Linked DNA regions of Sus scrofa: region 2 is linked to region 1. A link is a contact called in public Hi-C data. All regions are on one chromosome and are shown on one strand. Each heading gives the region's core, a stretch centred on a gene start, on an enhancer-like site or on the middle of the called end of the contact. The rest is flanking DNA. Distances are from core to core; before and after follow the strand shown. Region 1 holds the start of RAB10 (RAB10, member RAS oncogene family). Region 2 holds the start of DTNB (dystrobrevin beta).

Region 1 (4,228 bases), core at 1,275-3,774:
GGGAATGGAGATCCCACATCAAGGCCCTGAACACTGTGGCCAAAAAAAGAAAAAGAAAAAGAAAAAGGCTATGACAGCTCTAAACTTTTAGGATCCTGACCCAAGAATAAATAAAATTTGTTAATAAATATAATTAATTCCCAAAGTTCCAGAATACTGAGTCCACTGAGAAAAGGCACTCTAGCTGATAAAACCATTGGAAACAATTGGGATAAAGAATAATTATTATTTTTTTAATGGCCGTGCCCATTGCATATGGAAGTTCCCAGCCAGGGACTGAATCCATGCTGCAGCTGCAGCAATACTGGATCCTTCACCCACTATGGCAGATCAGGCATCGAACCCTTGCCTTCGCAGCCACCCAAGCTGCTGCAGTTGGACTCTTAACCCCTGTGCCATAGTGGGAATTCTAAGAATAAATTTAAAAAAAATATTTTCATTTTTAGCTGCCCACTATCACCAATGTTTATGTAGTAGAATTAATTAGGCTTCCTACATTTAAAAATCATAACATTTCTAAAATGCCTCACAACATTGGGGTTTGAGTTAATCGAGCTTATTTTGAAAGGAAGAATGAAGCTAACACTGAAGATGTTCCTGACATGCTGAATGTTATGACTGAAATGATGACAAACCTGGGAAGCACCGATCATAGCTCAATTTGTGATTTGCATGGCTAGGCTATTTTAGAATTGTTGGTATTATCCTCATAAGACATTCCAAACTGGAGAAAGAATGACTCATAGAGTATACGGTTTAAGTGACAAGAGCAATCACAGAAACAAACTGGAGAGTAAGATTATTAGAGAAGACAGGCAGCTTCAGAAATGAAGCTTTAGAGGTAGCTGGGGAGGAAGAGTATAAGACAAGTCTTCAAAAATGGGAGACTGAGATTCCCTGGTGGCTCAGCAGGTTACGGATCTGGTGTTGTCACTGCTGTGGTTCTGGGGTTACTGCTGCGGTGCAAGTGCCACAGGTGTGGGCCAAAAAAAAAAAAAAAAAAAAAAAAAAAGAATGGGAGACTGAAACACGATTACCCTAACTGCCCAAAAAACTAATTTTAATTACATATTAAATGAACAGGAATCCCCGTTGTGGTTCAGCGGTTTATGAACCCAAATAGTATAGACGAGGATACAGGTTTGATCCTAGGCTTCGCTCAGGCATTGCTGCAAGCTTTCAGTGTAAGTCACCAGGAGAGCTCCGATCTCGTGTTGCTGTGACTATGGCCTAGGCTGACAGCTGCAGCTCCAATTCACCCCCTTGCCTGGGAACTGCCATATGCTGCAGATGCAGCCCTAAAAAGATTAATAAATACACATTTTGCTGGTGGGGGGTGGGTTGTAAAAATGCAGTTTTTACTTCTCTCTATCTCTGTTTCTTGCTTTCAAGATGTCTCAGGGTTTTCTCCTGCAGCAGGCTGAACCAGCCCACCAAGTTCGACTACTCTGCCATCACACCCTAGGTGTGTTTTAGAGCCACAAAGCACCCAGAAAAAAGGTAGGGCAGGAGTATGAATATTTAAACTACAGAAAGTAATATTTAAACTACCTGAGGCTGAGGAGAGGGAAGAAAGGGTGTTAGCCATAAGAAATGATAGTCAAGGAAGAGGCAGCTTGGGGTTGGGGTTGGCTTCACTATCCTTCAGTTTGGGACGCTGGTGGTTCAATTCCGGCCGAAGGGAAGGGTCCCGCTTCCGTATAGTGCTCTTGGGCCGTCCTTACTCCGAAAGGTGGCTAAAGTTCTGGAGCTGGTTCTCCATGTAGAGCACAGCACCGAGGCTTCCACTTGGCGGGAGGTGCTCCCAACGCCCAGGTGATCCTCGGCCCTCTGTTCCTCGCCCTAGAAGGCAGATTACATCATCCCAGCTTGAGCAGCGCGGCCAGTTTTTTCCATTTCAAACTCCTGGTATCTTGAACGCCAACTCTTGCTCCTTAAGCAAACCGGGATGGAGCCGTAATGTTTCCCAGGCCATGACTAGCCACGAGGGACGGCACTCCTGAATGCGCCTCATTTTAGCTTAGAGGCTATTAAATGACCCAGGGCGCTGCTTTTTCTAGCATATACGGGCTATGGCTACACAGGAACACATGGCCACCCAAGCCGGTGGCTGCCCCAAGACTCTCAGCTCAACACACGCGTCAAGCGCGGCGAAAAGCATCCTCCGCTCAGCCGGGAGGGCGATCCCGGGAGGAAAACGGGGGGAAGTCAAGGGGCTACTCCAGCGTGCCGCGCCTGCGCAGTCACTAGGCAGCGCCTCCCCGCGGGGCGTGCTCACAACGCCGCGCACCCTATCAGGCGGCCACAGGGAGCGCGCCCGCGGCCTCGCCCTCTCTCGCCCCTCCTCTCTCTCGTCTCCGCCCGGCCTTAGACCGAGGCCCAGAGAGCTGGAGCTTCACTCTCCGCCCCCGCGTGCCCCCATACCCCCTGGCGCGCGTGCGCAGAGGCGGGCCGCAGAGTGAGGGCGCGAGGAGAGGGCGGGCGTACGTCCTTGCGTGCGTCTCAGGCAGCGCGCACGCCGGCGTGAGAGGGCACGGGGAAAAGGTGGCTCTGGCCGGGGCGGCTCGGCTTCCTGTGGCTATGTAGCTGAGCTTGTCGGCTCCGGGTCCTCCTTCGCTGCCGTCGCCGCGCCCTAGCGCGGAGCTGCTGCTGCTGCTCGAGAGAGAGAGAGAGAGAGACAGACAGACTGTCCTCACGCCTGCCGCGCTCCCTCGACGGCCGAGCTTGCTCTCTAGCCCGTGGGAGCGTCCCGGCCGAGCAGCCCTGAGGGGGGAGGGGAGGCCATTTTGTCCCGACCGACTCCCCGGAACCGGGCGGAGCGGCTGGGAGAGGCTGCGGAGCCGTGGTCGCCGCCCTCGAAGGCACCGGACGCCGCCACCGTCGAGGCTTCCTCGACGAAGCCGTTCCTAGGTCGCCCGCGCCCTCTCGAGCCCTCCTTTTTCCCACGCCTCCCCGGTCCTCCGGCCTGAGAACGCCTGAGCGAGGAGTTGTCCGTAGTGAGAGGGACTGATCCCTTGGGGCCGCCGGCGGCGAGAGCCTGAGCCGCTCCTCCCAATGGCGAAGAAGACGTACGACCTGCTTTTCAAGCTGCTCCTGATCGGGGACTCGGGAGTGGGGAAGACCTGCGTCCTTTTTCGTTTTTCGGATGATGCCTTCAACACCACCTTTATTTCCACCATAGGTAAGACCTGTGGGAGGATGGCGTACGGTCTCTGCAGCTGCAAACCGTTTCTTTAACTCCAGACATCTTGCTTCGCGTAATATACGCCTTTGTTTCAGTGATTCCGATTCCAAGCGACAGACCCAAGTTACTGTTTGAAAGCCTCGAGCTTTCTGGGGCGGGGTCTTCCCATGCTCTCCATCGGTTCTTTTCCTTTCAGGTCTCCCACTCTGCTCAGTGACTGCTGTTACAAAATATGCAGCATTAACAACGTTCCAGAACCCTGTTTCTTTAAACGACTGGGTTGGCTTTTTCCATGTTTGTGTGGCGTTACTAGATGTACGATATTTGTAAGGGATTTATTTTGATGGCTGGGAGTGAAGCAGTAGGAGTCATTTGGCAAAGGCCTTAATTCATATACTTGAGGGCAAAGAGAAGATTCCATATGGTCATAACTTAGAGTAAACTTAAGGGTTTGTGTGAGGAATAATTAAAGCAAATTAGAAAGGAAAAGCGAGTTGCCCCGCGTTGACTAATCCATTGATGTGTCAAACAATCGGAGGCTCTTCGTGCTTGGGGTGGGACTCTATTGGTATGTTGGCTCACAGTGCTTTTTGAGACATCAACAGAAGCGGTAAGCAAATGGAAGCTGATCAGTTTCTGTCCTCGATTCTGAAAGAATGAAGTTCTCCCTTCTTTTTTACACTGGAATTTACAGGGAATTGTTTGCCAGTCATAGCTTTAGGACTTCTAATGTACTTCCACCTCATGTTTCAGAATTATTTATTGTGAAAGTAAGAGCTAAAGATTGACCTTTTAAGTCGGTTTCCCCTTTGAGAAGAGAGAAGCCTGTAGGAAAGTCCCTTTTGATTTTGCTAAGAAAATTTAGTGGCATTAAAATCAATTTTGTTAAAAGAGTTGTATGTGAACCCCCCCCAATACCTTAAAGGGCACGTAGTTGTCTCTGTCAGTTGGGGCCCTGCACGCAGCCGTGGGTCAGTGCAATGAAAACCATGTTTAAGTGTAATTGGTTTTATGTTGAAACGATTTTTAAAAAGCAGCTGCAGT
Region 2 (4,228 bases), core at 673-3,172, 300 kb before region 1:
AATTCCATTTATGTGTGATAAAAATCCTCAGAGAACTCATAAAAGGTCAAGTTTTAATTTGGCAGTCAAAGTAACCTAACAGGCACTGCAGCACAGGCAATTGAAACAGCAGCCTGGAGCCTGAGTCCCGAAATCCAACCAAGGCAGAGAAAAGGCAGAATCTCAGCCCTCAAAAAACAGAGATATATCCTCTCACTATAGACCTAAGATCCAAGAACACGAATAAAAATGAAAAAGTGTTCTCTAGACAAAAGTATTCTCCTTCCCCAAGTGATGGAAAAGAGGAGGGCCAGAAATGGGATGACTTGAAGCAATGGCCCAAAGAGTAAGCTCCTGGCAGCCAACATGCAATAAAGACGTGAAAGTGGCAGCAAGGCCAAAAAAAAAAAAATCACACCTCCGTCACTATAGCCACGAAGATCTAAGAACCTGGGTTACTCGGCCAAAAAAAAAGGAGAGATCGAGCCTGAAGAACAAGTAAAGTTCATCAGCTATCCCTACCACCAAATTGATCAACAGGGTTCCGTGTAAAATAGAGCAAAACCTTGCTGGGTTCATTCATTTTTGCAAGAGGCAGGCATTTAGTGCCTGCTGGGGCTCAGGCTCTGTTCCTGTCACTGAGGATTCAGTTAACAGTCATGGAGTTTCATTCTACTTAGGAAGGAAGGGAACTTCTTATCTATTTCCAATTCCCTTTTCCCTTCTCTTACCTATTTCCAATTCTCTTTTCCCTTCTCCCCCTTTAAATGTTAAAAGCACCTTCAAAAACTCCCAAATTCTTCCCACAAGCTTCTCGGACCCTCCTACTTGAATCCCCAAACCAAGCAGTTTTATGACTCGAACCTCCCAATACTGTGAAAAAAGAGACCTAAAATGAATACGGTATGAGGTAAAACTCAAATCTGCTTTGTATTTTATACGCATACCTTCACAATCGGATTGTCCGCACCCAAACAGCAAACGATGGCTGTGTTTTACACAATTTTGTGGATCACGGTTCTCGACCGAAAAGAGCTAATCAATAAACATTTGCTGAGAAGGCTGGAAGGTCTTCCTAATCCCAAGGCCTGGCACAGGAATTTAACAGCAAGCATTCCATAGCTGCATCCTCCCTCCTCTCAGGGCACTTTCCTTTAAAGGGTGACCTCGGGGGACAGGTTCACTGTTAGGCGCCTCGGGAAATAGTGCTTTAGGGCGATGTGAAATAAATTCCCTTCCCTCTGCCAGGGCCTGCCTGCCTCACCTGCCCTCTGCCAGGACCTGCCTCCTTCGCCCCCTTCAACACCTAACGCAGAGCCTCCTCCCAGCCAGCCGGCCTCCGGCAGCATCAGTCCAGCGCCCGCACCCCAGCTCCGCGCCCGGTGGCCACAGCAAGCTCGGGACCCGGGAGTCCCCTCCCCGGCCCCGGGGATCACAGCTCGGCGACGCCAGCCGGGGGCTGCGCTCCATCCCCTCGGATCGCCCCTCCAGGGCCGGGAGCGGCGGGGGCCAGGAGCGGCGGAGACCGCTCGCGCGGCGCCGTCTCCTCTCACAGCGCGCGCGGTGCTGCGGCCCCGGCTCCCAGGCTCAGTCTCCGCCGCTCCCGGCCCTGCACCCCCGCAGGCTCCCCAGGTGCGGGCGCTGCGCGGGCTCCTTCTCGTCCCTCGCGAGCGCGAGGCTCCAGCACCGCGCTCCTCTCCCGCAGCCAGCGGCCGCCGCCGCCGCCAACCCCCACCGTACTTACTTCTCGGCCGGAGCTGGGGGCGTCGAGAAGGTCTTCGGGGGCCGCAGCCTCCTCCGTCTCCTCCGGCCCGGCCCCCGCGGCTCAGGCGGCGGCGGCGTCCGCTCAGGCCCCGGAGCCGCCCCCGCGGCGAACGTTCTCAGGCGCCCGGCTCGCGCCGCTTCCCCGCCCGGCACGCGCAGCGAGCCCGCCCCCGGCGCGAGGGCGCGAGGGCGCGAGGGCGCAGGGCTGGGGGCGGGCACGAGCCGCCTGCGCGAACGCGCGGCTGGGGGCGGGGCTTCCGCCGCGCGGAGGAGGGGGCGGGCCAGCGGGCCTCATTCCCCTCGAGCCCCGCCCCCTACGGCCGGGTTCCGGGAGGGCGGAGGAAACTTGCCCCCTACCGACTTCGCCCGGGTGTCTGCAGCGGGCCGCGGAGGTGCATTTCTACTCCGTAGGTATGGGCCCCGCCACCTGGATGCTCGCCCCGACGTAACTACGAGGTAAAAAATGCAAAGAACCACCTCCACCCCGAATCATTCATCCGTGCCTGGAGCACGAGACCCTGCCCCGAGTGATTTTTCCAGATTGATTCAACCCAGCGAGCAGTTACTGAGCACCGACTCCGTGCCTAGCGCTGTAGCGCTGTACCAGGTGCTGTGTGGTTACATCGTCATCGTCACGGTCCCCGATCACAAGAAGCGCATAACTTAGTGGAAAAGCAGCCATGTAAACAACCAGGTCTGGTGACCCGTGCAAAGCCAAGCCACAGTGAGATGTTGTGGGAGAACAGAGGAAGAGATTACTTCCGCTTGGACAATGCTCGGGGGTTCTTGGAAGAGGTGGCATTTGTGTTCACCATGCAGGGAAGAAAAGGACGTACTAGGAGGAAAAAAGGGGGAGGGGACATTAAAAGCTAGGTAAACAGCTTGGACAAAGGAACGGAGAGTAAATAAAGGTTACCATCTCAGCATCAGCTTTTTTGCTTTAATATCCTTTTTTTTTTTTTTTTTTTTTTTTTTTGTCTTTTTGCTATTTCTTTGGGCCGCTCCCGCGGCATGTGGAGGTTCCCAGGCTAGGCGTCTAATCGGAGCTGTAGCCACCGGCCTACGCCAGAGCCACAGCAACGCGGGATCCGAGCCGCGTCTGCAACCTACACCACAGCTCACGGCAACGCCGGATCGTTAACCCCCTGAGCCAGGGCAGGGACCGAACCCGAAACCTCATGGTTCCTAGTCGGATTCGTTAACCACTGCGCCACGACGGGAACTCCTAATATCCATTTTTGATCAAATCCTGTCCAAACTGTGTGAGAAACAGAAGGTGGTGCCGAATGAGGAACAGCAATGCTTCTTTTAACAGTTCAAAGGATCATTTTCTCAACATTTTTTGAGGCTCCAAACACTTTAAAGACTCTTGATATGTTAGTGAAGGATGTGAATCTCTAAACCAGGAGAGCCCAGGCCGGTATGTTTTGAGTCTGGTTTTTCACTGTTTTTTGGCAACTTATGGTACATCGTGCCACCTCCTGCTGCTGTCTGCCTGCCTGCCTGCCTTTACAGCATCCTCTTCCTCCTCTCATCTCCTATTTTTAAACCTCTATGGTGAAGGAGATGCTGGAAACCAAGTTTGTTAAATTCGAGTAAACAGGTTCCTCAAAAAAAGTTGGCATCGTCTATCACACATAAATTTTGTGACTGTTTTGCATACATAGAAGAATTTTTCACTTGTGTGCAGGGTCTTAGCTATGTTTTGAATGTGTTAAGAAACACAGAATACAGGTAAGGGAGCTCTTGTTTACTCACTACTTACGGAGCACCAATTGTGTGGAAGGCATTGAAAAGGTGAAACATCGATCCTGCCCTTTGGAGGAAAGATGTGTAAATAATGTAAAATAAACATGTAAATGTGGCTTGCTCTGTTTGCCCTATTGATTGAAACCACAGTAATTTCAGTATGTGGTTTAGCCATTCTGGGAATTAACCACTTTTAATATATTCATATTAGCATCTCGCCACCTCAGTTCTGTATTTCTGCACCTCTCACATTCTCAGAAAACTTCTTTCAAGCATTTCAGTCCTCACTCTCATTCCCCAAATTGCCGACTTCTTTTACCTACTTGTCCTTTGCTGTCACCATCTATTCATGTTTGAGCTTTTCCTGCTCTAAAGAAAAAGGAGGACACCTCTGTCACTCTAGATCATGCTCTGGTTACTACTCCTGCCTTTTTATTCACAAATCTCTGCCAACTCAGCACCCTCTCAATCCCCAACCCATAGCTGTGTGGCTCCTGTCCCCACGATTTCACTGCACTGCTCTCAGGCTTCATCCTAAATGCTCCAGGCCATTTTTGAGTCTATTGCTAGGGCCCTTGGAGGCATTTAAGAACACAGAGCATGTCACTTTTTTTTTTTTTTTTTTTTTTTTTTTTTGAGGGCCACAGCTACAGCATATGGAAGTTCCCAGGCTAAGAGTCGAATCGGAGCTGCAGCTGCCAGCCTATGCCACAGCCGTATAGCAAGGCAGGATCTG

What was found. Hi-C and Micro-C count contacts between places; a contact is called where the count stands out from the background.
Region 2: a contact with region 1 is called in a Hi-C map of liver, with 6 times the contacts expected there. The contact joins the promoter of DTNB here to the promoter of RAB10 in region 1. A contact is called at or near these places in 3 of 47 Hi-C or Micro-C datasets (heart right ventricle, liver and mesenteric adipose tissue).

The regions. Positions count from the first base shown.
Region 1 is chr3:112,922,484-112,926,711 of Sscrofa11.1, reverse strand. It overlaps RAB10 (RAB10, member RAS oncogene family), which reads left to right and starts at 2,524. Exons shown (of 6, transcript NM_001243060.1): 1 at 2,524-3,181. The coding sequence starts at 3,055.
Region 2 is chr3:113,226,855-113,231,082 of Sscrofa11.1, reverse strand. DTNB (dystrobrevin beta) reads right to left here and starts at 1,922. Exons shown (of 21, transcript XM_021087744.1): 1 at 1,724-1,922.